Linked DNA regions of Gossypium hirsutum: region 1 is linked to region 2. A link is a contact called in public Hi-C data. All regions are on one chromosome and are shown on one strand. Each heading gives the region's core, a stretch centred on a gene start, on an enhancer-like site or on the middle of the called end of the contact. The rest is flanking DNA. Distances are from core to core; before and after follow the strand shown. Region 1 holds the start of LOC107917920 (polyadenylate-binding protein 2). Region 2 holds the start of LOC107917911 (kinesin-like protein FRA1).

What was found. A called contact is a pair of places that touch in the nucleus more often than the background predicts.
Region 1: a contact with region 2 is called in a Hi-C map of leaf, with 4 times the contacts expected there. The contact joins the promoter of LOC107917920 here to the promoter of LOC107917911 in region 2. A contact is called at or near these places in 7 of 34 Hi-C or Micro-C datasets (callus, hypocotyl, leaf and 1 more).

The regions. Positions count from the first base shown.
Region 1 is chrA01:28,908,700-28,916,225 of Gossypium_hirsutum_v2.1, forward strand. It overlaps LOC107917920 (polyadenylate-binding protein 2), which reads left to right and starts at 5,179. Exons shown (of 9, transcript XM_016847336.2): 1 at 5,179-5,972; 2 at 6,692-6,810; 3 at 7,124-7,526. The coding sequence starts at 5,720.
Region 2 is chrA01:28,183,701-28,191,146 of Gossypium_hirsutum_v2.1, forward strand. It overlaps LOC107917911 (kinesin-like protein FRA1), which reads right to left and starts at 3,224. Exons shown (of 26, transcript NR_175000.1): 1 at 3,063-3,224; 2 at 2,762-2,905; 3 at 2,529-2,678; 4 at 2,047-2,300; 5 at 1,662-1,846; 6 at 1,459-1,583; 7 at 1,278-1,314; 8 at 1,063-1,154; 9 at 828-929; 10 at 525-638; 11 at 305-398; 12 at 71-186.

The DNA.
Region 1 (7,526 bases), core at 3,929-6,428, 730 kb after region 2:
ATCAAGATACTCAAATATTCAACAATGGTATCATCCAAATACTTTAAAAATTTTGAAATCAGAGGTACGGGCTAGCTAGACACAAAGCAACGATTTCAAAAACGTAAAAATTATTAAAAACAGAGACGAAATGGACTTACATGCATGAACAACCATGGCCGAACCTTCAAAGCTTTAAGAACATTATTTTCTTTCTCACATTCGGCTATTGATGAAGATGATAGCATGTAATTTGGCTTTTGTTTTATTTTATTTTATTATAATTACCAAATGTCATATTTAACCTTAATATACATTAATAATTTCCATTATACCAAGCCATGGAATTTCACTATCAACAATTATGGAATAATTACCACTTAAGGACTCCCACTATCTAATTCCATAGCCATTTAATATTTTTAACTTATAGAACACAACTTTTACGCTTTGCGCGATTTAGTCCTTTTTGCTTAATTAACTATCAAAACGATAAAATTTTTCAACAAAACTTTAATACCATCTTATTGCCACTCCATAAATATTTATAAAAATATTTACGGCTCAGTTTATAGAAATGAGGTCTCGATACCTCATTTTCTAAACCTACTTGACCTTAGGGTCATACCACTTGAACTTAATAAATCGCTTATAAAACAAAAATCACAATATCAAAAACCTTTTTTAAACTCACAATTAACTCATCAATATTAAATATAATATTTACAAACCTATTCGTCAGATTTGGTGGCCCCGAAACTACTGTTCTGTTTAACCCTAAAAACGGGCTGCTACAACTTAAAACACACATCCAAACCAACCAATTCAAGCATTCAAATTGGGAAATCCTCATTACTCAACAATGCATATCACTACATGCATATGTGTTTGTAAGCTTACCTTGGAATAACTTAGGCATTAGCATCATTTGATCGCGTATACATGACATATCACATATGAATATAACATCACAATCTACTTAATCATACCAAAATAAACCATTACTAGCCATTCCAATGGCTAGGTTACAAAATATCATTTTCAAGCCACTATTGGCCAAGTTGACCTATACATGCCATTATACCAAAATGATTTCATTAAATATACCCAAAATGCTAGTTGATAGTGTGACGATTCTCCAATGATCTTCTAACCTTCATGAGCTTTCGAGCATTATAAAATAAGGGAAAATAAAATGGAGTAAGTATTACATACTTAGTAAGTTCGTATAACAGAAACTAAACTTACCAATCTTGTTTATTAAAATCTAGGCATACAATGTTATGTTTCCATCCATTTGGCTAAATTGCCTAATCACATAGATTCCATCAAACATGTCAGTCACCAAAATATTCATATCAATCAAGTAACATAGATGAACTCATCAAGCAATATTCTTTCAAGTCATTATCAATTCATCTCAAAGTTCTTGTGCCATGTCAAGAGTTTTATGTCTGTTGAATCATTGAATTCCGATGGATGCTTAAGTAGTACACTCGAAGTGTACAATTCAATAATTCGTCAATTCCTTATTCAAGGGTACACATTAAGGCACTTAATCCAGAAACACTCTCTCGAGGCACTTACCATATAATAGGATTACCATTCCAGGCTAAATCATTTATATAACGTATGCTTAGAGGAGCTTGATTAGGATTACCAGTCCAGGCTAAAGCCTAATCATAACGTATGTTCAAGAGATATTATAACGGGATTACCCATCCGGGCTAAATATTTTATATAACAAGGTCATTGGGATTACTCATCTGAGCTAAATCCCATCTGCAACAAATGCAGGACCTTATTTGTTTCGGGAAAGCGCAAACAATCATTAGAATTAAACATCTAATCGGGACTTAACCACTTTTTCACCATTTTCAAGCATGTATAAAATTTCTCATGATAGCATTCAAGAAATGTACATCAATATAAATCACATTCCATACAACACAACATTCAATTAAACATATTTACATGCCGGATTAAGTTACACGAACTTATCTCGACACTTGTTCGCGTAAAAGTCTACTAATCCAACATCTTTTCCTTTCCTCGATCTAACTTCAAATTAGTGTTGTTCGGATCTATTTAACCATCAATTTCACACATTTCATATCTAAATGGACTCAATTTACATCCTAGGCAAAATTACCATTTTGCCTCTAACTTTTCCATAAATTCTGATTTTGTCCCTAGGCCCGAAAAATGGAACTTGTGCAAATTACTCCTTATTTCAAGCCTAACCAAAGCCCCATTACAAATTTTTCAGCACATGTATTCATAGAATTTCAGAATTTTTCATCAAAATTTACAACTTTTCATTTTAGTCCCTAAATCATGTTTTTATCAAAAATCACTTTGTAAAAGTTGTTTGTCTATCAATAATATTTCATTTTCTACCATGAATTTCTAATTTCCAGCATAATACATCAATGACCCATTTTCATACCTTGATAACTTTTCAAATTAGTTCCTTAAATAGAGAGATTAAGCTATCCCGATTTCAAAAATACCAAAATTACTAAAAACGAGACAAGAGAACTTACCCAATTAGGCCGTAAAAGTTTCCCCTCTCTCTCCTAGGGTTTCCATAAAATTTTAGGTTGAAAATGAAAATAATATGATGATATTTTCTTCTATGATCTTTTAATTAATTAAGTATTTTGGTAATTTCAATCTAAGTCTTTTCCCTTTTTCCATAATTCAATGGATGAGTCACCAAGAAAAATCTACATACTTTTCTTAATGGTCTAATTACCATATAAGGACCTATTCCATAGCTATTTGATCCTTATAACTACTAGAATTCGACTTTCGCATTATATGCGATTTAGTCCTTCTCGTAATTAAACACTTAATCGATAAAATGTTCATATCAAAATTTTCACACGACATGTCTACCATATTATGGATCATATAATAAAATAAAAATAAATTATATTTTTGGATCAGATTCGTGGTCCCGAAATAACTGTTCCGATTTTACTAAAAAATAGGCTGTTGCACTGACTGAGCTGACGGATGAGTCTGCAGTAACACTTGATAATCGACAAACATTCTATTAATTATGTTGTAAATTTTTTGTAAAGTTGATTTTTGATACATTTGAATAGCAGTAGGACTTGGACTGCGATTTTTTTTTTTTTTTTTTTACACCCTTCGCCATATTTTCCTTCAGATTCTGGTTTGGTTGCCTATTTTCCAGCAGATTTTTGTCTTGCCTCAGTTCATGCATATCAAGGCTTTCATCCACGATAATCATTACTTTATGACTGCTTGGAAGGGAAGCCCCATGTCCACAATAGTTTGTCCAGGCCAACTCACATTTGGGCTCCCATCACTAGTACCCTCACTAACATTTTCTTTTTTATTTGCATTAATCGCAGGCCCCACTTGTATTTATCCTATTCCCCATCATCCTTTCTTTTCGAGGGCTGAACCGTGCACCCTTTATGTTATGAAAATCTATTTGTCCTATTTTTTCTTTTTTACTTCTTTAAGCTGAAGATCCTTCAATTTTTCCAAACAATCCGTATTATTCTCTTCAGCAATTTCCTCCTCAAAAATTGGATTCATCCTTGTAAACTCCAAGATATCAACGTTAGATAGAATCTCAAATCGCGATTTATTCGTAGTTGCCAATTATGTCTTCTTCTCTTTCACTGTGGTTGTATTCAGGGATTTAAATAGTGGTCCGATATATCTATAGCGGCCGTTATATAGCGGTAGCGGCACCGTCCGAAACCGTTACTGCTAAAACCGTTATTATTTTTTTACAATAAGTTGTGTGTCGCGATACCCGCAGTGACCCCAATAACATTTGTTATATCCGCAACCGTGACAAACGCAACGCGACCGAAAACGCGACCGCAACCGCAATTTAAATCTCTGCCATGGACCATCCAACAACACCCTTTCATGGTCCCCAACATCACTAAATTTAACCAGGTAATAATCATGCTCCAAATCAACTAGTTGCAATCTCCCAAACGGCAACCAAAGAAGTTGTAACCAATTAATGAGAGCTCTATATCCAATAGTTTTCCCCCGGTTAATAATCACATCCTCCGGCAAAACTTCAATCTCATCCACCAAACTCCAAGCACTTACAACATCCCCCCTCCATTAGCCGTCAACTTATCTTCATAAGATAACTTTCCCACAGAGGCTTCAGCAAATCTTGATCATCATTCACCAACGTAGAATCCTCTTTGTTCGTCACTTTTTTCGTCACCCTCTCCAACTAAGAAGGGATAGAAGATGCCGGTCGTTCGAAAGCCGATGGTACTGTAGAGCCTATTGATATTTCTATAGGATAAAAACACTTTTTAAGTAATATACTATTTTTTTAAGTAATACACTATTTGTTATTAAAAAGAAGGGTTAATTATTATTTAAATAATGTTAAAGTTAATTATATTAATTAATTAATTAATTAATTAATTAATTAATTATTATTTTGAATAATATTACTTGACATTAATTATATAAAATAAAATTATATTATATATTAAATATGTTAATTAACTTTAATCATTATTTAAAAAATTTCTATTATAACATTTAGATTGAAAAGTTAATATATTTTAATTATATTTAACAATTAAAATAAAAATATTATTTTACTCTAATTACTCTAATTAAAAATATAATATTTAAAAAATAATTAAATAATAAATATGTAAAATCACATATGAGTTTAAAAATTGGGAAATAAAAAACCATCCGTTCTATTTTCAGACTTTGGCCGAAGATTTACTAATATTTTTATTTTAAAAAGGGGAGTACTACACCCTAAATACAAGATAAACATAATTGAAATACAACTAAACATGGTTTATTAGAAGACTCCAATTAAAAACAAACAAAACAAACAGCACAACTAATTGGCCAAGTCAAAACAACACGCATTGCGCAAAATAACAGGGTTCGGTTTTATATTTTTACAGTGAATTTTTTTATAAAAACAAATTATATGTATTTAAAAATTTTACTATATCTTATCTTATCAGTTCTAACGAATCATTTCAAAATATCGTCCGTTAACTTTTTTAAAATTCTCAATAATTATCTGTAGGATGTATTAAAAGATAATAAAAATTATATATTTTTTCTTCTCAAAATGCTGATTAACAAAAAGAAAGCATTAAAATTATCGAACAAAATAGCTTTTGAGTTTGAGAATAAGATTGATGACGTAAACAGAACACAAAAAAGGAAGAAACTTGGTATAACTGTTGACGGCTGACATTGCCACGTGTAATTTCACCGCCCATTGTCACGCAAGCACCCTGATTTTGTCAGGCGGCTAAGATCTGATTTCCATTAAAAGGATCAGACGGCGGATATTAACTTTTCTCAAACTGTCTTACCTATAAAAACGACACAGTTCCTTCTTCGCCGGTGCGGTGCAGTTTCTCTGCCCTCCTCCCCCAAAACCTTTCTTATTTTTAAAAAAAAATATATTTTCCCCCAAAACTCATATATTTTCCGTCGGCGTTGTCTTCCGTCCGGTTCTCCTCCGGATTTCCGACAATTCTATCCCTATTTATCACTCCCTCTCCTCTTCATTCCCCAAAACACCAAAAAAAAAAATTCCCACATATTTTGAACTTTAGTTCTAAAATCCTTTTTTCTCTATAATTCTGATTTAATAGAGATAGGAGAGGGAAGCAAAAAAAGGAAAAAATCCGAAAAAAGGAGAAGGATCTAGGAGAGTTAGGGCTAGTTTATTTTGAGGATGGCGCAGATTCAGGTTCAGCATCAGGCGCCGGTTTCCGGTCCAAATGGCGTGGCTCCGGGAGCTTCCGGAGGAGCGCAATTCATGCTTACGTCTCTCTATGTCGGGGATCTTGATGTTACCGTTACCGATGAGCAGCTATACCAACTGTTTAGCCAGGTGGCTCCGGTCGCATCAGTTAGGGTTTGCCGGGACTTGGCGAGCGGCCGCTCTCTTGGCTATGGCTATGTCAATTATAACAACCTTCGCGATGGTTAGACTTCTACTTGACTGTAAAAGATTAGTTTTTTTATCCAGTAATTTAATAATTTAAGGCTGCTCGGCGTAGTTACTTTGATTGAGAATTATTCTACAATGTGAACATAGATTATTGAATTTTTGTAATCTTAATGAATATATGGTTATTTGATAACTTTGATTTATTAAGGATTTGTAGATGCTGTTTGAACGGATCCGCTCTCTAGGCATTATTTAAGGATTATTTATTCATTATTTTAACAAAGCTTTTCTCATAACACATTGTTGAAAATTTCTTTTTAAAGGGAAAGAAAAGTCCTGCATTGATGACATAATGGTCAGTTCTTGATTACTTCCCTAAAGTATGAGAATTTTAGGTGTATTATTGTATTTATGCAATTTGCCGATTTCCTTTTGTGCTAAATTGGAATGTCTTCAGTTACTGTAACTATAATTGAAGTTGAAGTACCGACCTTAGTTTTATGCTTGGCTTCAGGATTGTACAAATTTCCTGCAATTTGTAGATATAAGAATATTTCTCAAAAAAGTTGAGCTTTGATGTTTGAGTGTTTAACCACTTTTGCCTGGCATTTCAATGAGTTGCTTGAACTTCTGCTTTACTAGATAACTTTAAAAAGATAAATGATGTGGGATAATTAATGTGGGAGAATCAGTTCTTTCTTTGGAATTGTTCCAAGTTAATTGACGGTGTCTTTTTGTTATTTTTGCCTGCAGCGGCTAGGGCAATGGATCTACTGAATTTCACACCACTGAATAATAAGCCTATCCGAATCATGTATTCTCAGCGTGATCCTAGTCTTCGTAAGACTGGTACCGCAAACATATTTATCAAGGTATTGATGTGTTTTCAATGTTTACCTTTTGTTTCCCTTTCCTTCATTTGGATTTCTATTTCACTCCAAGGATATTTTTTTCTTCTTAAATCAGAAAAATGGTAATTTTGGTTGGCTGTTCCTTACCTTTGTAGGGCTCTTGCTCCTGCCTGTTAAACTTTATACTTTCGCCTTTCACACTAAACTTCCTTCATTTCTTTGACTTCCATTGGTCTATTTTCTGCAATGGTTTTCATGTATGCATAATTTGTCTGTTGAAAAATGTTGGCTTTTAATGTTTAACTATAACTTTGGTTTTTTCGTTTCACTTCAGAATCTGGACAAGTCTATTGACCACAAAGCATTACATGATACATTTTCTTCATTTGGCAACATTCTTTCTTGCAAGATATCTACTGATAGTTTTGGCCAATCTAAGGGCTATGGTTTTGTACAATTTGACAATGAAGAATCTGCTCAAAATGCAATCGACAAATTAAATGGTATGTTGATTAATGACAAGCAGGTCTATGTAGGACATTTCCTTAGAAAACAGGAAAGAGAGACTGCATTGAATAAGGCCAAATTCAATAATGTTTATGTGAAAAATCTTTCCAAGTCTACAACAGATGAAGACTTAAAAACAATTTTTGGTGAGTATGGCGAAATTACTAGTGCCGTAGTTATGAGGGATGCAGATGGGAAGTCTAAGTGTTTTGGATTTGTCAACTTCGAAA
Region 2 (7,446 bases), core at 1,974-4,473:
CTATGAATACAGATTCTAAATAAACAACTAATGAATAATACTGCAAAGCGTTGAAGACAAAAAATTATACCTCTTTCTCCTCTAACTGTCTATTTAACTCATGCAACTCTTTGTCCATAGTATTTTGTAGAAGCATGTGCTCCCACTCTTTAGCTGCTCCTTCCTCAATTTCTCTGGAATCACCTCCTAAAATGACCATTATATTCAAGCCGAGAAAACACCATGAGAAGAATATAAATATAGAACTGATATTACTAATAAAGAAGAATGTCATGCATCTTGCAAACATCAGGTATGCCGGTACCTATCATGGTTTCAACAATTTGATTGTCCCTTGATTCTCTGCTGCGCAAGTTCCTTTTCAGCCCATCACTTTCAACAGAACACGGACTACCATCCTGAATAATAAGAGTTTTGCACTCATATACATTTGAAACCACAATATCCATGATAAAAACTTGGATGTAAATCAACTGAGAAATTTCAAAGTTCAGATGAACTCAATAAGGGTTTCCTTAACATACTTGAGCATCCATTTCACGTTGCTCGACAATGGTGCATCTGCTACGGTACTCGTAAAGTTCTCGGCACAGATCCTCATTGGCAGCTTCAAGCCAAGCAATCCTTTCGTTGAGAACCTACACAATAAGTCTATTAAAAAACTTGTGGGACGCTAATCCTATATAATAAGTTATCTCCCAGAAGAAGTCAAGGAATAAATGAGATATTGAAGAGTTAAGACATGTATAACATGTGTTACTAACTTAAGATCTCAATATTCCCGTCAATTATAGAGTTTAATAAAGTGGTTAAGAGTACTATGATACCTGTACTTCGCCAGAACCTCCCCGGGCACAAAGTTCTGCTTGCAGATACTCTAATTGTTGGCGCATCTTTAGTATCTCATTGGACATAGGATCTCGGTTAACCTATATGAAAGTCAAAGCAAGAATGAAATTATGTATAGAAACAATATTGAATTTTGCCTATATCTGACTAGGCAAAGGGAAGAAAAGAAAGACGAAACTTTTGAAGTAAGGAAAATTATTCTCTCGAACTTACAACTGGCTTGTTCTGGATATTGCGAGCACGATTTGCGTACTTTAAAGTATTCAGGGTTTCCTCAGCATTGATGTCAGCAGGACTAATGCAGGCTACTTGAAAGGAAATGATCAAAACAAATTCAAAATGGACATTTAAAGAGCAAGGCAGGGACTAGGACATGAATGTATCAAATTATAAAAATGAAACAGCTTATTTAGAAGAAATGGCATTACCTATCATGACAGTTCTACTGTTGCCACCAAGTGAATCCTGCCAAAAGAAATGGTCATGTTTCTATCACTTTATAAACAACAAAGTTAGAGAAAATAAAGATACTGAAATTCGAAAAAAGATGATTTACAATTTCTGAAGCCATTTATAATCTTCTTAACAGACCTCTTAAACTAGTCATACCTGCAAAAGCCGAGTAAGTTTACTATCTCGATATGGAACATGGACACCTTCTTTGCGTTTTTTTTCATCACCAAGTGCACTGATGACATTACCAAGTGCAAGTAGGCCCTTATTGATATGAACTCCTGTTTAGATGATGAATACGGCAATTACCATGTTTGGGTGGGGAAGATTAATGAAACAAAATAAAAATGATTACTAACCTTCTTTAAAACGCATCCCATCGGAACCTGTTCTTTTTGCTCTCTCTGATCCAGCAAGATCTACTAAATGTAACTTGGCACAAAGATATTCTTCACTCATAGAATCATTAGGATTTCCATCTCCAGAAACAGGGTTGAGTTTACGCATTTGCTCTAAGGTGATGGTGAATATTGCATGTGAGCGACTATACAACCACATAAGGAAAGCCAAAAAAAATTGTCATTATAGAAAATTATTACTTTGGCATATTACCTGAAATTTTGGTATATAAAAAATTATCAAAATTTGCATTTAGCAAATCATATAAAACCAAGAAAAAGGTAAAACTAAAAGAAGTAATTACTAAATAATACTTAATTTAACAAGAACCGAGAATGAACTAACCTTGACTGATTGTTCATGTTTGTACTCCCTGTAGCCCTACTCAAAGATCCCTGTTCTAAGCACGCACCCATTTCTTTTAATGTACTGACACTAACTTCAGTAGATCCTGCCAGTGTAATAACACCATCTGATGATTCACGAATCTGTATTGGCGGTTTTCCAGGGACATTTACTTTCCCAGTATTCGCACTTGCAGTATCTGATTTGTTCAAAAAAGTAGGATCCAACAAATCTCGCACTTCTTCTTTCAGGATCTTTACATCAAAATTAGATAAAAATTATGCATGTCAGGTCTAAAAAGTAGGAAGAGCTAGTCAAGCCAGTTGTGATACTTAAAATGATGCAAAGAATTCTCGATCACATAAACCAGAAGATATATTCATAAAATGGATATCTGATACACGAAGGGCGAAGCTTTTACAACAACAGGTATTACAGCAAAGTAGAACAAACAAAATGAAATGTTTGGTTCTTTAACAAACCTCAATGAAGGACACATGCAATTGAAATTCGATTTGATGTTTTAGATTTTCAATCTTGCTGAACAAAGCATTCATTACTTGAGGAATGATTCCTGTTTGAGAGCCACCTTTGAAGCCTGTGCCCATAGTATATGTTTTACCTGATCCAGTCTGAAATAATTTTTCAAACTTCAATTGGAAGGAAAATAAAAACAGCAATATTTAGGTGTGTGGTGTGAAAGATTCAGCTGTACCTGACCATAAGCAAGAACAGTAGCATTATATCCTTGGAATAAGCCATCAACAAGTGGCACAATGCATTCCTCAAACATCCAAGAAGGAGAACTGGTGCTCCCATACACATGATCAAATGTAAAGGAATGTGTCCCAATTTGTACCTGCAGCATAGCAAAATATTCATTAGTTAATTTTGATTGATCAATTATTCAAGCATCCAAAAGATCCAGATCTCCAAATACTTCAAATTAAACCCAAAATCATCCATTTGAAAGCACTTAAAAGAATTAAGGCCTGCATTCTAGTAAGTGACAGTACCTGAGGCTTTCCTGGGATGACAGTAACGCAGTCTTTACAACCTTGAACCTTCTCATCACCGATAAGTGGTCTTACATGAACCGCAACCTTAACACAACATTCCTCTGAACCTCCACCAACTTCCATACGAAACAGCTAAAAGAAAATTCCACAAAAAGAGAGAAGAAGAAAACCCAAAAAGTAAAATATTTTTTTTCTTCTTTTCCTTGTAAAAAAACCCTTCTCATGGAAAATGGGTTGCTGCTGTTGTTGTTGGGAAATGTAAGAAAAAATAGAAAAGGAACTGTAAAAGAGGGAAGGGTAGTTGAGGAATTAGAAGGAATGGGATAGCATAACCATAGAAGTATACAAAGCAGAAAGTTTAACTGCAGTGATAACAACAACTACTGTCATTTTCCTTAGCCTTCACATAAAAAATCGTCATGTAAAAGAAAAAGGAAAAGAACTTTCGTAACACTCTTTCCCTTTTTATCCTACTTTTTTGCTTACTGCAAATCTCAGTTTCCCATGTTCCTCTGTTTCTTATTATAACCTTCATGGAGTTTCGTTTTTGTCCTTGTCTTTACAGTTCTACCCCTTTTAGCTCCATTTTTTTCTGGGTTTTGGTTAAAATTTAAAAATTAAAAAAAAATGTAAAGAAAGATAAGTGCTCCTAAAACCACGTATTATGAGGATGAAAATTTTATCATTGTGCTCAGGATATGGTCGATAAACAGGGATGACCACGCCATTATCCTCTGTGGTAAGAGTATTATTTTATAAACGTTCGATAGTAAGTAATTCCACTCCCCCACCACCAATTATCAAGAATAAAAAACCACAGCACATAAGCCGCATGATTTGGAATCATATATAGCATTTCTAAAAGTCAAAACCACTTTGTTATTTGTATCCTACATTCTTTTTTTTTTATCATTCTCTGTTCTATGTAGAAGTTACTTGTTCAATTTTTATATTTTTTTATTCAATTATAATTGTTAAATTTATTAAGTAAAATTATACTATTTTTAAAATTTGATATACTTATTAAAAATTTAGTTATCAAAATTTAAAATTCAGAAAATATAAGAATTTGAAATGATCTAATTTGAATAAATAGACTAAACTTACACCTGTACGCCACTAGTAAACAAATTTAATTACTATCGTTTGGAATTAAAATTATGGACTGATTCGAACTAAAATGAATCAAATAAAAAATATAAAAATTAAATTCATAACTTTTATAAAGTAGAAAGACTAATAACAAAATTTAACTTATCTTTTTCTTACTAGATTCTTTTTTTCCTATAATTTTAATTTTTAAAAGATGATGTTCTAATATTACTTCCCCAATAGTTTAAAAACTGTATATGAAATCAAACAAGTTCTGAACAAAAAAAAAAATCAATGAAGCAAGCAATACATATTCATTTGTGACCACAGACCTCTATTATATGTTCTAATAAATTAAAGAAATAAAATTGACGAAAAGCTAACCCAGGAAAGAAGAAATGGCAAAAGAAGAGAAAAAGAACCCAGAAATGGGCATTATGTAATCTTTTTGACTGATTCTGTGGCAGTAAATTAAATTCGTGTTTTTTGGCTTTCCTTTTGTTGTGATGTGTGGATTAAAGTTGGATGGTAGTGTAATTAATTAAATTCCATATTTGGAGCAACTAAATTGCACCATCAAAAAGTTAAGAGAGTTAATCACATTCAATTTTTTGCGATTTAATGATAAAATCGATGCTTCCAATACTCTTGTAAAAAATGCAATTTGAAAAAGAAGGCACCATTAATTTTATTATTTTTATGGTAAGTATTTATTTGAAATATTTATTTTATTATATCCTTATATAACAACTTATCAACCTAAATTTAAAAACTGTATCAAATATTTTCACAGAATTCATACAATTAAATTTAAATTATATTTAGACATGTGGATTCTGAGTTCCATTTTTCTTATATAAAAATGCTAAATTGGGTTTATATCCTTATGCACTTTTAATTTCAAATTAAACGCCTCTTTAGGTTACCTAAACTTTGGATACTTTTTTCTTAACACCATTCACCTTATGATATGAGATCAACCAATGTTTTGTTTTCAAGCCTCCCATTATTGTTAGTTTTAGGTTGGATCTTATTAAATTATTCTGATGGCATCTTGATATTCATTTTTTTCGTAAATTATTTTAAATTTATCGTTTTTTAATATTTAATATATGCATATAAAAATTACCAGCAAATAAATGACTTCAAAAGATTTTCAAATATAAAATAATTATCAATCTAATATACGTATAAATAGCTTCTGTCAACTCTCTTTAATTCACACATATTCAAAAGTTAAAAATTTTATAGAAAATTTTATTTAAATATTTTTTTATAAAAATAATCAATAATTTAAAACGATTATGTAATTTTAGGGCCTAAAGAATAACGAACAAGTTGATTGAGTGTGTAACACGACATTTTAGGTCGATAAGTCAATGGACTGCTCCAGATGTTGCAACATTTAGAGAGGATGCCGCGGCAATGAAATTTGAATCAAAAGGGGGAACATACAGCCACTGATGTTGCAACAACCACCACTCAATATCATGACACCCAACTTCAAATAAAGAAGGGTAGCATTCCGCGTGCAATGTTGCGACACCAATCTGACAAAACCCAAAATTATTGCATGGGTGTTTTTGTTCGCACAGTCTTAAATAACTTGTAACTCAAACTTTATTTGACCTAGTTAGGTCATAATACATGTAATCTATAAATAATAGCTCAAAACAACATATTACGGGGGTTCAAAAAGTTTTTCACACATCTGATTTAGGTTTTCAGTCTTTTTTTTTATGTTTGCTTAGTCGGAAGATTTCTATTCCAAAGTTAGACAATTGCGAGTAGAGATTGTTCTAGATACAGGCTTTTCCATTAATAAATGCATAAGTATTATCTTCCCTATTCTTTTTATTTGCATCTCTTTCATTACTTAAGTTAATTGAATGTTTGTGTAAACAATATAATAAACTTGCGCTTTTAGCAATGAAAATAATGTTTCATTAATATGGTTATCTACAAAGCTTCATTTTTAGCAATAGAAATAATGTTTCATCAATATCATCCAAATGCTAGTTACTAATATCATGATTTAAATAAACAAATAAATTCATATATCAAATTAAATATATATCATAAAAAAGAAAGAATACTTTTTGTACTAAAAATTTCACTCGCAAATTGAATAGAATGAGTTAAATTTCAATTCTTCGAACTTATTATTTATTTATAATGCACTGATAGGTGCATAAGTGACTCTTTAAAATGACATCACTTTTCAAGTTTCACATTGTGGTTTCAAAAGATCATTTCAACCCAACTTTTCTGAAAGTAACTATTAGATTCAATAACACAACTTTTTAGCTTAGGAAGGTTTTCCCAAATGGTCATAATCCTTCTATTGGATAGAAGCATATTCAACTAATGTTTGAACCATGTCAAAACAAAATCCACTAATAGATCATTTCCTAACCATGCATTTTCATTCCATCCATCTTCTTCCTTTCTTTCTTTCTTTCTTCCTTTCTTGCATGATATATAATATATGTTATATAAATCTATACCAATTATAATCATGCACTTTAAAATGTCATGTATACTATGAACAAGCATTTGATTTTTGTCAAGAAATTGATGCATAAGACACTTACATCTTTTGCATAATGCAGTTCAATTAACACATAAAAATTGAAATCTAAATCATGCAATTAAGAGTAAAACAATAAATTTGACATACCTTTTCTTGCCATAAAAAAGTTCTTTTTTAATCAAAATTTGACCAGATCATTGATCTTGAAGCAACCACATTTACCGATATCCATCCTCATAGTACCATGCTTGTAGTGGCATGTGAATACTCGGTGAATAGACAAGTCTTCTTTAATTTCTCATAAATTGCAAAAAGAGAACCTTAAAGTTGTTGGTGTACAGGGATAAAAATAATCTTATAAGAAATTAACGAAGGTTTCAAGGTGTGTATCAATGCCACTTTCTTTAAAATTTTATTCACCTCACCTATATTATAGTGCGCAAAAGAATTACTGACGAATGAACCTCGAGGATACAATGAAGCCCAATGACTATCTATGTTTTGCACTGATGGAAACAATCCATTGAGCACTGAGTGGGGCATAGCAAAGATACCAATTTCTATAAAAAAAATTTGCAATAATTATTTATAGAACAGTCTAGGAATACAAATGATGGTGGGAGAAATAGAAAAAAAAACATTGTTTCTATATTTTTTAGGTATGTCATACAAATGAAAATTCATTCTTATCTTTAGGAGGTCTCATGTCTCTTTATAGAGACATAACTACCCAAAATGAATAGTCCTATCTTTAGT